Linked DNA regions of Mus musculus: all the other regions are linked to region 3. The links are chromatin contacts, called in public Hi-C and promoter capture Hi-C maps. All regions are on one chromosome and are shown on one strand. The core of a region is the stretch at or near the end of the contact, and the rest is flanking DNA. Distances in the headings are between cores, read along the strand shown.

Region 1 (2,700 bases), core at 166-2,665, 640 kb before region 3:
GGTTAAGGGCCAAGCTTTGTTCTTATTTCCTGCTCTGCCAGATAATGAATTTGAGACTGCTTATCCATGGATCTGCACTGCACATTGGGTGGAAGTGGCTGGTCACAACTGTGACACAGATATCTCGTTGGCAATATTTCTGAATAGTAATGGTTTAAGGGCTTGGAAGAAAAGTAATTAACAAAGGAAAGGTATGGACATAATTTGGGAAAAGAAAACTTCAGTGGAGTGGCTTTGAAGGTGCCACTCTGGAGGTCATCATATTTTTCCTGGAAGTGTGGGTGTAGTTTAAAGTAACAGTTCTCATCCTGTGGGCCGAGACCCCTATGGTGAACTTCTATCTCTAAAAGTATTCATATTACGATCCCAAACGGTAGCAAAATTACAATTACAAAGTAGTAACGAAAAATAACTTTATGGACTGAGGCCACCACAATATGATGAACTGTAAAAAAGTCTTGCAGCATCAGGAAGGTTGAGAACCACTCATTGCATTAAAGTTATTCTTTTTTTTTTTCATGATTTAAATTGTTCACATTGCTTCCCCCAGTCACCTTCCTCTCCTCCAATCCCAGTCCTATCAAATCCCTCCCCCTAAAAGCCCTCCTTGGGTACCACCCTACCCTGGGTCTTCTAGTCCCAGCAGCACAAAGCACCTCCTTGCCCACTGAGACCCAACCAGGAGTCCGGGTAGGGGAAGGTGATCCAGTGGCAGGCAACAGATTTAGACACAGTCCCCTGCTCCAACTGTTAGGGGACTCGCTCACATGAAGACCAATCGATATATCTTCTGCAAATGTAGGGAGAAGCCTAGACCCAGCCCTTGCATGCTCTTTGATTAGTGGTTCAGTCTCTGTGAGCCTCTTTGGGCCCATGTTAGTTGACATCATAGGTCTTCTAGTGGTGTCCATGATCTCACTGGGTTGCTCTGTCCTCTCTCCCACTTGTACACAAGACTCTCTGAGGTTAGCCATGGGTCTCTGCATCTGTTATATCCACTGATCCATGAAGATACTCAGGAGACAGTTATGCTGGGTTCCTGCAAGAAAAGCAGAGTATCATTAATAGTATCAGGAGTTATCTCTCTCACGTGGGACAGCTCTTATGTTGGGCCAGTCAATGGTTGACTGTTCTCTCAGTCTCGGCTCCATCTTTATCCTTGCAGATCTTAGAGGCAGGACAAGTTTTGGGTTAAACACTTTGGCCTAATCTTAACATGAAGACAATGAGGGAGCTATTATAAACTCATGTTGCAATAAGAGATATTAAGATGCAGGGAGGTTCAAGGGCTGGTTATCCAACTTGCAAGTACTAGCAGTAGTTGAATGGTCCCTGGAGCCAACACCATGGAAGGCTGAAATGAAATCCTTGGGCTCATTTCTGCAGTGACTCACGAAGCTGAAAATACAGCCTCCACCCATCTGCTCACATTGATTCCAAATGTTCTGAGTTCTACACAAGAAGCGTCAGTGCCGAGCCCAGGAGATTTGAAGATGAAAGAGATTTCGCTTCTTTTATGAGTGATCTCATTTCATGGATCATTCCAGCATTCAAACTGGGGATGAGAGCAGGAGGCCCAGAGTGATTAACAAAAAGTGAGTGGTCAGAAGGCCTGAAGGGAAATACAAACAAACAAACCCAAACCCAAATCCAATCAACCAAACAAACACCCCTCCTGCCAAGAATCTTGGTGAAAGCTTCTAGAAATTATTTATCTAATGGTAAAGTAGGGAAGCAATATTTTGCAAGATGTAAGCTTGATGCTGTGAGGCCCAATAAAACATTCCAGGCCATTAAAAGATAGGACCAAAGCAAACCGAACCACAACAAAAATGGAGCAGAAGATTAGAGGGCTTTGTCCCAAGTTTCTTTACATCTCTCAGCTCTCACTTAGAAAAACACAACTAACAAACCAGTTGGCTCCCAGCTCTCCTTCAGTACTCAGAATCAGAATTTCAATGTGAATATGACAACCAAAAAGGATTCCTTTTGACATCATCCCCACCAATTTGAGGTTTATTTGCCCCAGGCCGATGACAGATATAGCTATATCCAGTGGGTTCTGTGGTTTTATGAGGGTGTTCTAGTGAGGAATGCTACTCTAAGCACCCTTTCAGTTTTGCTCAGATTGTTTTTATAGGGAAAGTTATGAGTCTTGGTAATTGCTAGAGTTTACCCTCTACGCCTCCTCCTTAGATGTGAACATAGGCTTCTTTGCCTTCTTAAATTCTTATCACGGTCGCTGTTGCATGGCATCGTCCCTTGGTTGCTAGGTTGGTATTATTTATGAGCTAATGACAGAGTAATAAATACTGTAGTAAATAGTTGCACGGTGACATTTGCTGAACCAAAGTTACAGGCAGCTGGAGATTGTTTCCATGCAAAATTGCTTTCACTATTCTCCCCATTATAATGATCTACAGCCTAGATAAAAGTACCTCTGCACCCCACCCCAAATGCATCACCATTTCCTTGTAAGATCAATAGACCTTCAGTAGGAACCTGTCCATTCATATTGTGCTATAGGAAGCTTTTGACAGCCTCTATGGTAAACTCAGGGAGAACCTTCCCCTATCTGGAATGAGTGTATTTTTAAGTTTTTGTTCAGATTAAATTAGCTGCATTTATTAATTCATTGTGTGAGACAGTTAGTAGGTTTCTATCATGAGTGATACAGTACCTCTGCTTAAAGAACCTAAG
Region 2 (2,700 bases), core at 184-2,683, 540 kb after region 3:
GAATGAAAATAATAACTGGCAAGCACGGTCTTATCAAAATACAACGGGTTGGGGACCAGGAATCTAACGCTGCTCTTGTTGGAGGGAGATGCTTAGAACATGTTCTTACATTACTACTCACTAGGATCTTTCTAGCTTAAAAAAAAAAAAAATAAACACCACACAAATGAAAAATCCCCACACAAACGAAAAATCTTATAATGTTTTAGCCACTGTTTAAAACAGGTAAAACTTAAGAGCAAACAGAATTCCAAATGTCCCTTCCTGTTTTTTTTTTTTTTTTTTAATCTGAAAAGGGAAGAAAAGAAATAGCATCAACGCTTGTTACAAAAATATGGGGGATCAAGTTTACAAGGTCGTGCCTAAGGGGATATAGAATATCCTGACATGGCATCAGTGAGGTTAAGATTCATAGCCAGGACACACTAGGTGTAATGGGAACAAACATAAATATTTTAAATAGAAATCTTGTAAGTGTGCAACATACAAGGCTGTTACTTCAATGTACAGAAATAGAATCCGAAGAGGCAGTTTGCCAGTTATGCTAACATTTCCTAAGATCAAACTTCCAGCCTGTAAATCTAATCCCCCGTGACTCTCAGGAATGAGGACCTCAAAAGGCAGGGACGATTTCCATTCTCTTGTGAGGAGACAGGAGAATGAGGGAGGCGGCAGAATTAGGAACTTTTACGAAAGACAATCTATTGGACAGACCCTTAAAGTGAAACTGTGGAACAGGGAGCGAGAAAGGGGAGAAGGAAACAAAAAGAGAAATGAAAAAAGACCAGAAAGCGGTAAAAAAGAGTTCGTTGTAAGGATGGTGGAAGTTTGCAGAGATGACAGTGAGAGGAAAGAGACAGACACACAGAGCTAGAGAGCGGTGAGGGAAAGACCGCGAAGCTAAGCAGAGGGGACGAGGCGGGCTCGCAGGGGTGTCAAGGGGAGCCAGGAAAGGCCGCGGCGCGGCTGGCCCGGAGCCCGGGAGCTGCAGGTTGACAGCCGCCGGCCCGGCAAGGGAAGGAAGGCGGGGGTAGCGCGGCGGCGCGCAGACAATAGGGTCAGCGGATGGCAGGGAGCGGGACGCCGGCCGAGAGCAACGCGGGCGCGAGCGCAGCCCGGGGACCCGGCAGCTTCCAGGCCCCTCCGCCGCCTCTTACCGACTCGGCCTCGTCTCCGCACAGCAGCCGGGCCGTCCGGGGCCGAGCCGGGGCGCGTCAGGGAGGCCAGCGCGGGCCTCGTTCGAGTCTGCCCGGGCAGCAGCAAGGGAGGGAGCGGGAGCCGAGTGAGCCGGGCCCGCGGCGCCGCGTCGGCCCGAGGAAACGCGGGAGGAAGCCCTCAAGCCCACTCCGGCTCCGCTACCATCGCAGCCGCCGTCGCTGCCGCCGCTGCCGCCTCCGCAGCCACCACCGCCGCCGGCCAGCCCTGACGCGACGCCGGCCGGGGACGTCAGCCGCCCGCGACGCGCCGGAAGCGGGCTGGGTTGAGTCACGTGGTACGCGAGGGCCGGGCTGGCGCGGCGCAGCCGATTGGAGGACTATTCTGGGGGTGGGGCTTCGGCCAGGCTGGGCTACTTACACATAGAAAAGACCTGGGCTCTAGATTCCCCTTGGTGGGGTCAAGAGGATGGTGGCCTTTTGTGATTGTTGCTGGTTTCTAACAAATCCCACTACTTGACACATTGGGCAAACTTGTCAATGCACCACACACTTTTCACCGTGTCTGTTCTATCCCACGTTAAGGACAGACACAATGATCTGTATTACAAAATCAGAATTGTCTCTTTTGAATGGATACTTTGTCACGACACTCTGCTATAAATATATCACATGACAATCAAAACTGCACACTTATACTACTTTCCAAATTCAGAAATCTTTATAAAACAAATAAAAGATTCTTAAGAATCTTTAAAAATTCCTAAGAAGTTTAGGGTACTAATAGAACAAGTCTTCACAATTAATAGTATAGGACTACCTCTGTTGAACACCTACCATGTACCAAAGTCTATATTAAGCAGGAGAATCCCTATCCCAACTTTGAGAAGATCTACAAGTTATCATTCAAAGTGCTACTGAGAGAAAACATCTATTTTTTTCCCCACTCCATCACTCTGCCTCCCACGTTTTAAAAGTGCATCACTGCATACAAATGACACTTATATTTATCTTGCTTCATCGTGTACAGTGAAAATAGAAATGTTTTCTCTGACTTTCAAGAGATTTGGTAAATTGAGAAAATCTTCATAATCATCCTTTTATTCAAAAGACATTCATTCAAGAAATATATATCTAATAGTTGCAGAGTTATACTGAGCTTAGTGATGCTACAAACAATGCGAATAAGACAGTTCTGAGATGATATTTGTCTTTATGTTCTTCTTTTTAATCCTCTGTGGTTCTCATTGGTCCAATACAATTAATATTTCTATTATTTCTAGAATCTTTTTTCTGTCACAGGCAGAATTATACTTTCCACTTTTAAAATATTATGTACGGTTATTTAATTTGCTGTAAAATTAGAATACAAGTAAGATCACACACACAAGAAAATGCCAATGCAAGAAGACAGTTCTAAAATATTTTTGTCCCCCAGTACTGTGATTTACAATGTTTGCAATAATTACTGTTTTAGCAGTAGAAGTCCTTGATACACTAGGATGACTGTAGGAATTATGGATCACCTAAAACAAACATGCAATTT
Region 3 (2,700 bases), core at 99-2,598:
CTTGGGTGACTTTCTCCTTATTCAGTCCAGAATAATGTCACCTATATTCAGGAGAGGTCTTCCCAGCTCAGTTAAACCTTTCTAGAGAACCTTTTTCATAGAAATCCTTTTGAAAAAAAGAAAAAAACATGTGTGTGTATGTGGGGTGTGTGTGTATGTGGTGTGTGTGTGTGTGTGTGTGTGTGCATGTGAAGGTGCCTGTAGAGGTCAGAAGTGGGCATAGATCCCTCAGAACTGAGATTACATACGGGCCTGTGTATGGTGTCCAATGTGGGATCTAGGATTCAAACCCTGATCCTCTATAAGAGCAGTCAGTGCTCTTAACCTCTGAGCCATTTCTCCAGCTACTTCCTTCTGCATTCATAAGATTTATTGTGCTTCTATGGAAATTCTAAACCTAGTCAATGTGACAAGGAAAAGGATCCATCACACCCGGGTATACTACGCACAAAGGCTGTTAGGCGATAGCTCCGTCTGGGATGGGCCAGCCAAGTAGAGGTAAAATGGAGAGGCATGGGAGCTGCCAGGCTTGGTTAGAGTTGTCCTAGGGATCTGTAAGGCAAGCAGTGAGGATCCGGTCTGAGAATATGGATAGAAAACGAGTGCTTCTCAGAGACCAGTCACTTGCAAAGTTGAGGAAAGCGAGGAGGTGTGAGACCTCAGGCATTTAGGGAAGCCATTCTGGCTGGGACCCTGAAACCAGGAAGCTTCAGAAAGTCAGCACAGAACACACCTACCTTCAGCCTTAAGGTAGTCCTTAGGCATGTCCTCCGGGGCAGTGTCAAGCCACCTGCAGCCACCACCACTAAGGTAGGACAGAAGGAAGGCCTCGGCTCACTCTTCTATCAACCCAGACATCGACTAACAGACTCCAGAGCTGTCTGAGCAGTGCATCACTAGAGGGGGAGGGCGTATGAAGGAGGGTAGGTAAACCCCCTCACTGTGGTAGACAGTGACCCAATTGGGGGTCCCGGTCAGCAATAAACAGGACTCCCTAAAAGTCCTCGGCTGGCATATAGCAGTGATACCTTTGTGTAGGACTCAACCATTTTAAAAGCAGACAGCTCCCTAGCTCTTGGCTGCCCCTTGCTTTGACTTTAACCACAAAGTTCTAGAATTCACCTGGAAGATTTCAACATCTCCAGTCTCCCAGGCTTCCCAGACAGCTGTACTGAGCAACATCTTCAGGGAGGAAGCTAGTCACCAAGTGTCAACAGCAGATGCTCTGAGAAGTCCTCAGCTGCTGGTGATAAGTGGCCCAGGAGCCTGAGCAAGCGGCATTCCCCTCCACCGGCGAGCCCCAGCCAAGAGCTTTCCAGCTCTGACTCACTGGGCCGTGGGTTCTCCAAATGAGGGATTAAAGCAGAAGTGAGGCACACCCTTGTATGAGAACACAGTAACCCCAGATCCTGCTCAGGGGATGCAACTTTCAGAGCCAGCATCTGCTTCCTGGAATTTCTTGCTTAGCACAGAGTAGATGTGCCAGAGACAGGAAAGGAAGGGCAGGGCGATGTCTGGGCTTTTCATTTCCAAGTCTGAGAAAGCACCGTATTTGAGGGGAGGAGCAAGTTCAAATTCACGGTTCAGTTCCTGGGTGCGTAGATTCAGTCAAAGGCTTCCCCACTAAGCCTCAATCCCATCACCTGTGCATTGGTGATGAAGATAACTCATTTCCATGCATGTTAGATGCCAGGAGGCTCTGCTTGTACTTTCTATAGACCCTTAAAGAAGAGTGACCGTTCTGCCTTATGGAGCAAACCCAGCAGAGAGGTAGAATGACCTACACAGGGCCTATCACCTGGGAAAGGTAGGCTCAACATTCCCTAGGCCTAACTGACGACAAAGACTTGCTCTAGTCAAAGCCCAGTGCACGGGACTCATCAGAGGTCTAACAGGTGGCAGCTAGGACCCTGAACTGCAAAGTACAAAGAACCAGTTGGCCCCATCCAACCCTGGGGCCCAGTGTTATAAGGGTGATGGGCCTCTCCTGGGGGGGGGGGGAGGTGTACTCTCACAGGCTCCAAAGGGCAGTACATTCGTACGCCTAAGCATGGGGGAAGGGAATCGGAGGGACAGGCAGGTGGAAACTGGAAAGTAAAACCACTGTGGAGAAGCCCCTGGGCAGTCAACTAGCTAGCTGCTAGCTCACTGGGTCAGCCTCACTGTTTGGCTATTTGCTGTATCTCTAGTTCTGGGATCCCTAACACACACACACACACACACACACACACACACACACACACACACACACTGTTAGGACCACTTTCCCCGGGGCCTCAGAAAGCACCGAATAGTCAGGTGCCACCACCTAGAGGAACTGAGACAGGGTGTCCCTGGCTTGTATTCTTTAATGCCTGGTATCATTTGGTCCTTTAAATAAACTTGCCCTTGAGACAGTCCAGCCATCTTGGGGTACATTGTCCACAGGAAGCATCCGGGATTCAAGGAATAGAAACAGCCACGGCTGGTGTTATTTACACTCGGTGCTCTGTGCTGGTCCCCTTTATGCCAGTCATTCTTCCCACCTTGGCCTGAAGCAACAGTGTTTTAGGAAGCAAGGATCAGAGAAGTTCAGAGTCTGGCTCACAACGCACAGGAACTGTGTGGTGTGCCTTCTATGACTGTTTTTACTCTGGTGCTGTTGGCCAGGCTCCACTGAACACTTTCCATAAGAAGACTAGGTGGCACCAAATAGCCACT
Region 4 (2,700 bases), core at 195-2,694, 950 kb before region 3:
GCATTCTCCTTACTTCTTCAGTGGGAATGAGCCACAGGTGGTAAGCTGGGGTCCTAGGCTTCCAGAATATAAGAGGTGAATGTACCTCTGTCCAAGGGACAGTCCGTGGTCTCCAGCACTCCAGCCCTTCCCCAACCCTGCAGTACATCTTCACAGCTGCCAGCCAGGCCCAAGGCCAACATTCCCTTGCTATTTCCTTAGCTGGCAGGCTTTCCTGTTTTTGCCTTGTCCTTTGTGCGGACAATGGGGCCCGTGAAAGCCCAACTAGGTCAGATGGCTTCTCTACTCACCATTGTCCCATGGCTCCCCCTTCCTGAGGAGCACAGAATCCTGAAGTTGTCTTGTTCCTAGGGATGCTCTTTGACCACAGCTATCCCTGATTATCCTGTAGCAAAACGGCAATGCTGCCCACCCACCTCTGACTCTATCTCCATCAGCCTTCATCTCTGCCTTTATTTTTCACCTGTCTCTCTATAGCATGACTGGCCCCTGACCAGAATGTGTGGACCAAGAAGGTTCTGCTTTGCTCACTACTCAGCTGCATAGCAGCACAGCACCTAGAATACTGTTTCACATGTATCTGTTAGGTACATGGAGAAGAGATGAAGGCACTAACGTAATGTATGAGACCTGGTCTGATATGTGATGTCCACTGTATTCCCTGACTCCTCAAGACTTCATCAATAGCTCACCTGTCTTTCTACCCCATAGCCTGAGCTTTATAAGTTGTGTGCTACTCTGAGTTTTAAGTCCTGCCATGGAATGATCACAGAGAAAGAGAGGCTGCCCTTTGGCTGCATCACTGGACACTGGAGCCACAGACCAGGTCTCTGCAGTCTTCCCCATGGGGACCACATAACCACCACCATTCCAGAGTGCCCGTTTCAATTTGAGAAGAACACAACAGCGGCAGGGTATATGTCGTGTACCTCTTTTCAGCCAAAGGATGGGAAGTCTGCCCAGAGTTTACTGGGACAAATAGTCCTCAGAATGGGGATTGGAAAAATGGAATAATATGCATCCATTGTCCTCACCACACACTGCACTTCAGAGTGCACAGGCTTTGCTGAAAGCTAGCTTACGGAGAAGACAAGATTGCTGTGTGCAGTGCAGGAGGTAATCTCTCTGTATCCCAGGGGATGACTCCATCTGTCCTTCCTCCCCCGCGGCAGGGCCAGCCTGCGGAGACAATGGGAGGGAGGATAAATGGCCACATTGTAACTTATTTGATTTTGGATGGGTGGAAGGAAAGGCTTGATGTAGGGTGTCAGTGTCTGACATGAGCATGTCAGGCGCTGTGTGATGAGATAGGCAGGCACTTTTGGTTCCAGGCAGAGAGAAGGACAGGCGGGCACCCCTCCAAGGGGGTCACAGTAGGGACCAAGTGCTGGAAGCAGGGAGTGTGGGAGGATGCTGAACGGGGTCATTTAGTCACAACATGAATATTAATGAATGGCTATGAAACACACATGGAGCCCAGCCATGGAGTTCAGCACCATTCAGCTCCTGACTCTTCTTTGCACTGTGATAATAAAAGCTCCATTCGGCTGAGGATGGGGAGAACACCAAGATGACTCGCATTTCCTCTTAATCATCTCCAGGGATAAAACATGAACTGCCCATGTTGTGTTCTTAGCTGCCAGAGGCACTCCAATGGGATGGGATAGCTTCCTTTCCAGTGGCATCATTTTTTTTTTTTGGTCTATGTCTCTTATGTCCAGTTATTCTCAATGCCTGAAGGACAATCTTTGCCCTTTTGCTCTGGTGTGCCTTACTCTTGCAGGTCCCTGGTACGTGAAGCTGCTTGGCATTAAAATTTTCCAGAGCTGGTGATATAGCCTTTACTCTCACTCTTTCTGTGCAAGGAATAATATTCACAACTCCGATCTCTTGATATAATGTGTTGTTGGTAAAATGGAAGGGAAAGAGAGAACAGGATGCCTTTTGTTTATTTCAAACACCCCCCACCCAGCCAAATCAACACAAAATGGAAGGAATAGTCTGTTCTGCTGATAAACATTATTGTAACTTCTCATGAGTATATAGGGACATCCTTGTGGATGGATAATCAGAAACTGAAGTTCCCATTTAAGGTTGGGTCTCATACATACCTGCCTTTCTTTCTTTGTCTTCAGTACATTGATACCTTCCTGATGCTCCAGTTCCCAGGCGGTTTAGCTTCTCTGACCTCCAGGTTCTCTCCACTTACAGCTCCATTTTCTTTATCTCTTCTTTTCAGAACCCCACCTTTATTGATAAAACTTTGCTGGATCAAATGGCTCCCCACCTAATAGAGCTTACCTTCCTAACAGGGGTGCTCCTTTCTCAGCTGCAGAGACTCTGTACCCAGAGGGAACCAAGTCTTAGACTCTGCGGGAGCTTAGCCCTAATTCTTACTTCGTGGCTTTTTTAGTGGAATCCAGGAGAGCACTTAGCTACTGAGATATCATCAGAGGCAGACAAATGAAACTAGAATTAGATATATTAGGGAGTGTGCCCATGATGACTTCTAAGCTCTCTACCCCATACCATACTTGTGTGAATGGCTTTGGGGTTCTGAGGTTGTCAGTTAACAGATTATCCTGCTTCTTGTGGCTCAGATTTATCTCTTTACAGTTTATTCTGCCCCTTCAATGTAGCACCTGTGATATTCAGACTTCTCTCCTTCTGCACTCCTTTCTCAGCAGCCTCCAGTGTGTG

The links. Promoter capture Hi-C pulls out the DNA fragments that hold promoters and counts their contacts. Hi-C and Micro-C count contacts between places; a contact is called where the count stands out from the background.
Region 1: a contact with region 3 is called in a Hi-C map of uterus, with 5 times the contacts expected there. The contact joins two enhancer-like sites.
Region 2: a promoter capture Hi-C map of hematopoietic stem and progenitor cells shows a contact between it and region 3. The contact joins the promoter of Phf20l1 here to the enhancer-like site in region 3. A contact is called at or near these places in 4 of 39 promoter capture datasets (the C10 cell line, hematopoietic stem and progenitor cells and neutrophils), 5 of 115 datasets of contacts at active chromatin or transcription factors (cardiomyocytes, double positive thymocytes, extraembryonic endoderm stem cells and 2 more) and 2 of 9 other capture datasets (embryonic stem cells and liver).
Region 4: a Hi-C map of bone marrow-derived macrophages shows a contact between it and region 3, with 4 times the contacts expected there. The contact joins two enhancer-like sites. A contact is called at or near these places in 3 of 39 promoter capture datasets (the 3T3-L1 cell line, the C10 cell line and pre-B cells), 1 of 15 datasets of contacts at CTCF or cohesin (large pre-B cells), 7 of 484 Hi-C or Micro-C datasets (LSK cells, bone marrow-derived macrophages, embryonic fibroblasts and 3 more) and 1 of 115 datasets of contacts at active chromatin or transcription factors (bone marrow-derived dendritic cells).

What each region holds. Positions count from the first base shown.
Region 1 is chr15:67,758,131-67,760,830 of GRCm38.p6, reverse strand. No RefSeq gene overlaps it. Among named protein-coding and RNA genes, the nearest start is that of Zfat, 500 kb to the left of the region's middle. Within about 2 kb of position 1,415, at least 12 of the 459 cell types and tissues checked have an H3K27ac peak or open chromatin away from gene starts, as enhancers often do. A contact at or near this core is called in uterus, where this site is marked.
Region 2 is chr15:66,576,305-66,579,004 of GRCm38.p6, reverse strand. Phf20l1 (PHD finger protein 20-like 1) reads right to left here and starts at 1,433. Exons shown (of 21, transcript NM_001081409.1): 1 at 1,158-1,433.
Region 3 is chr15:67,115,554-67,118,253 of GRCm38.p6, reverse strand. All of the region lies in intron 3 of St3gal1 (ST3 beta-galactoside alpha-2,3-sialyltransferase 1), which reads left to right. Among named protein-coding and RNA genes, the nearest start is that of Gm31400, 53 kb to the left of the region's middle. Within about 2 kb of position 1,348, at least 148 of the 459 cell types and tissues checked have an H3K27ac peak or open chromatin away from gene starts, as enhancers often do. A contact at or near this core is called in bone marrow-derived macrophages, hematopoietic stem and progenitor cells, neutrophils and 3 more, where this site is marked.
Region 4 is chr15:68,070,090-68,072,789 of GRCm38.p6, reverse strand. No RefSeq gene overlaps it. Among named protein-coding and RNA genes, the nearest start is that of Zfat, 190 kb to the left of the region's middle. Within about 2 kb of position 1,444, at least 46 of the 459 cell types and tissues checked have an H3K27ac peak or open chromatin away from gene starts, as enhancers often do. A contact at or near this core is called in bone marrow-derived macrophages, where this site is marked.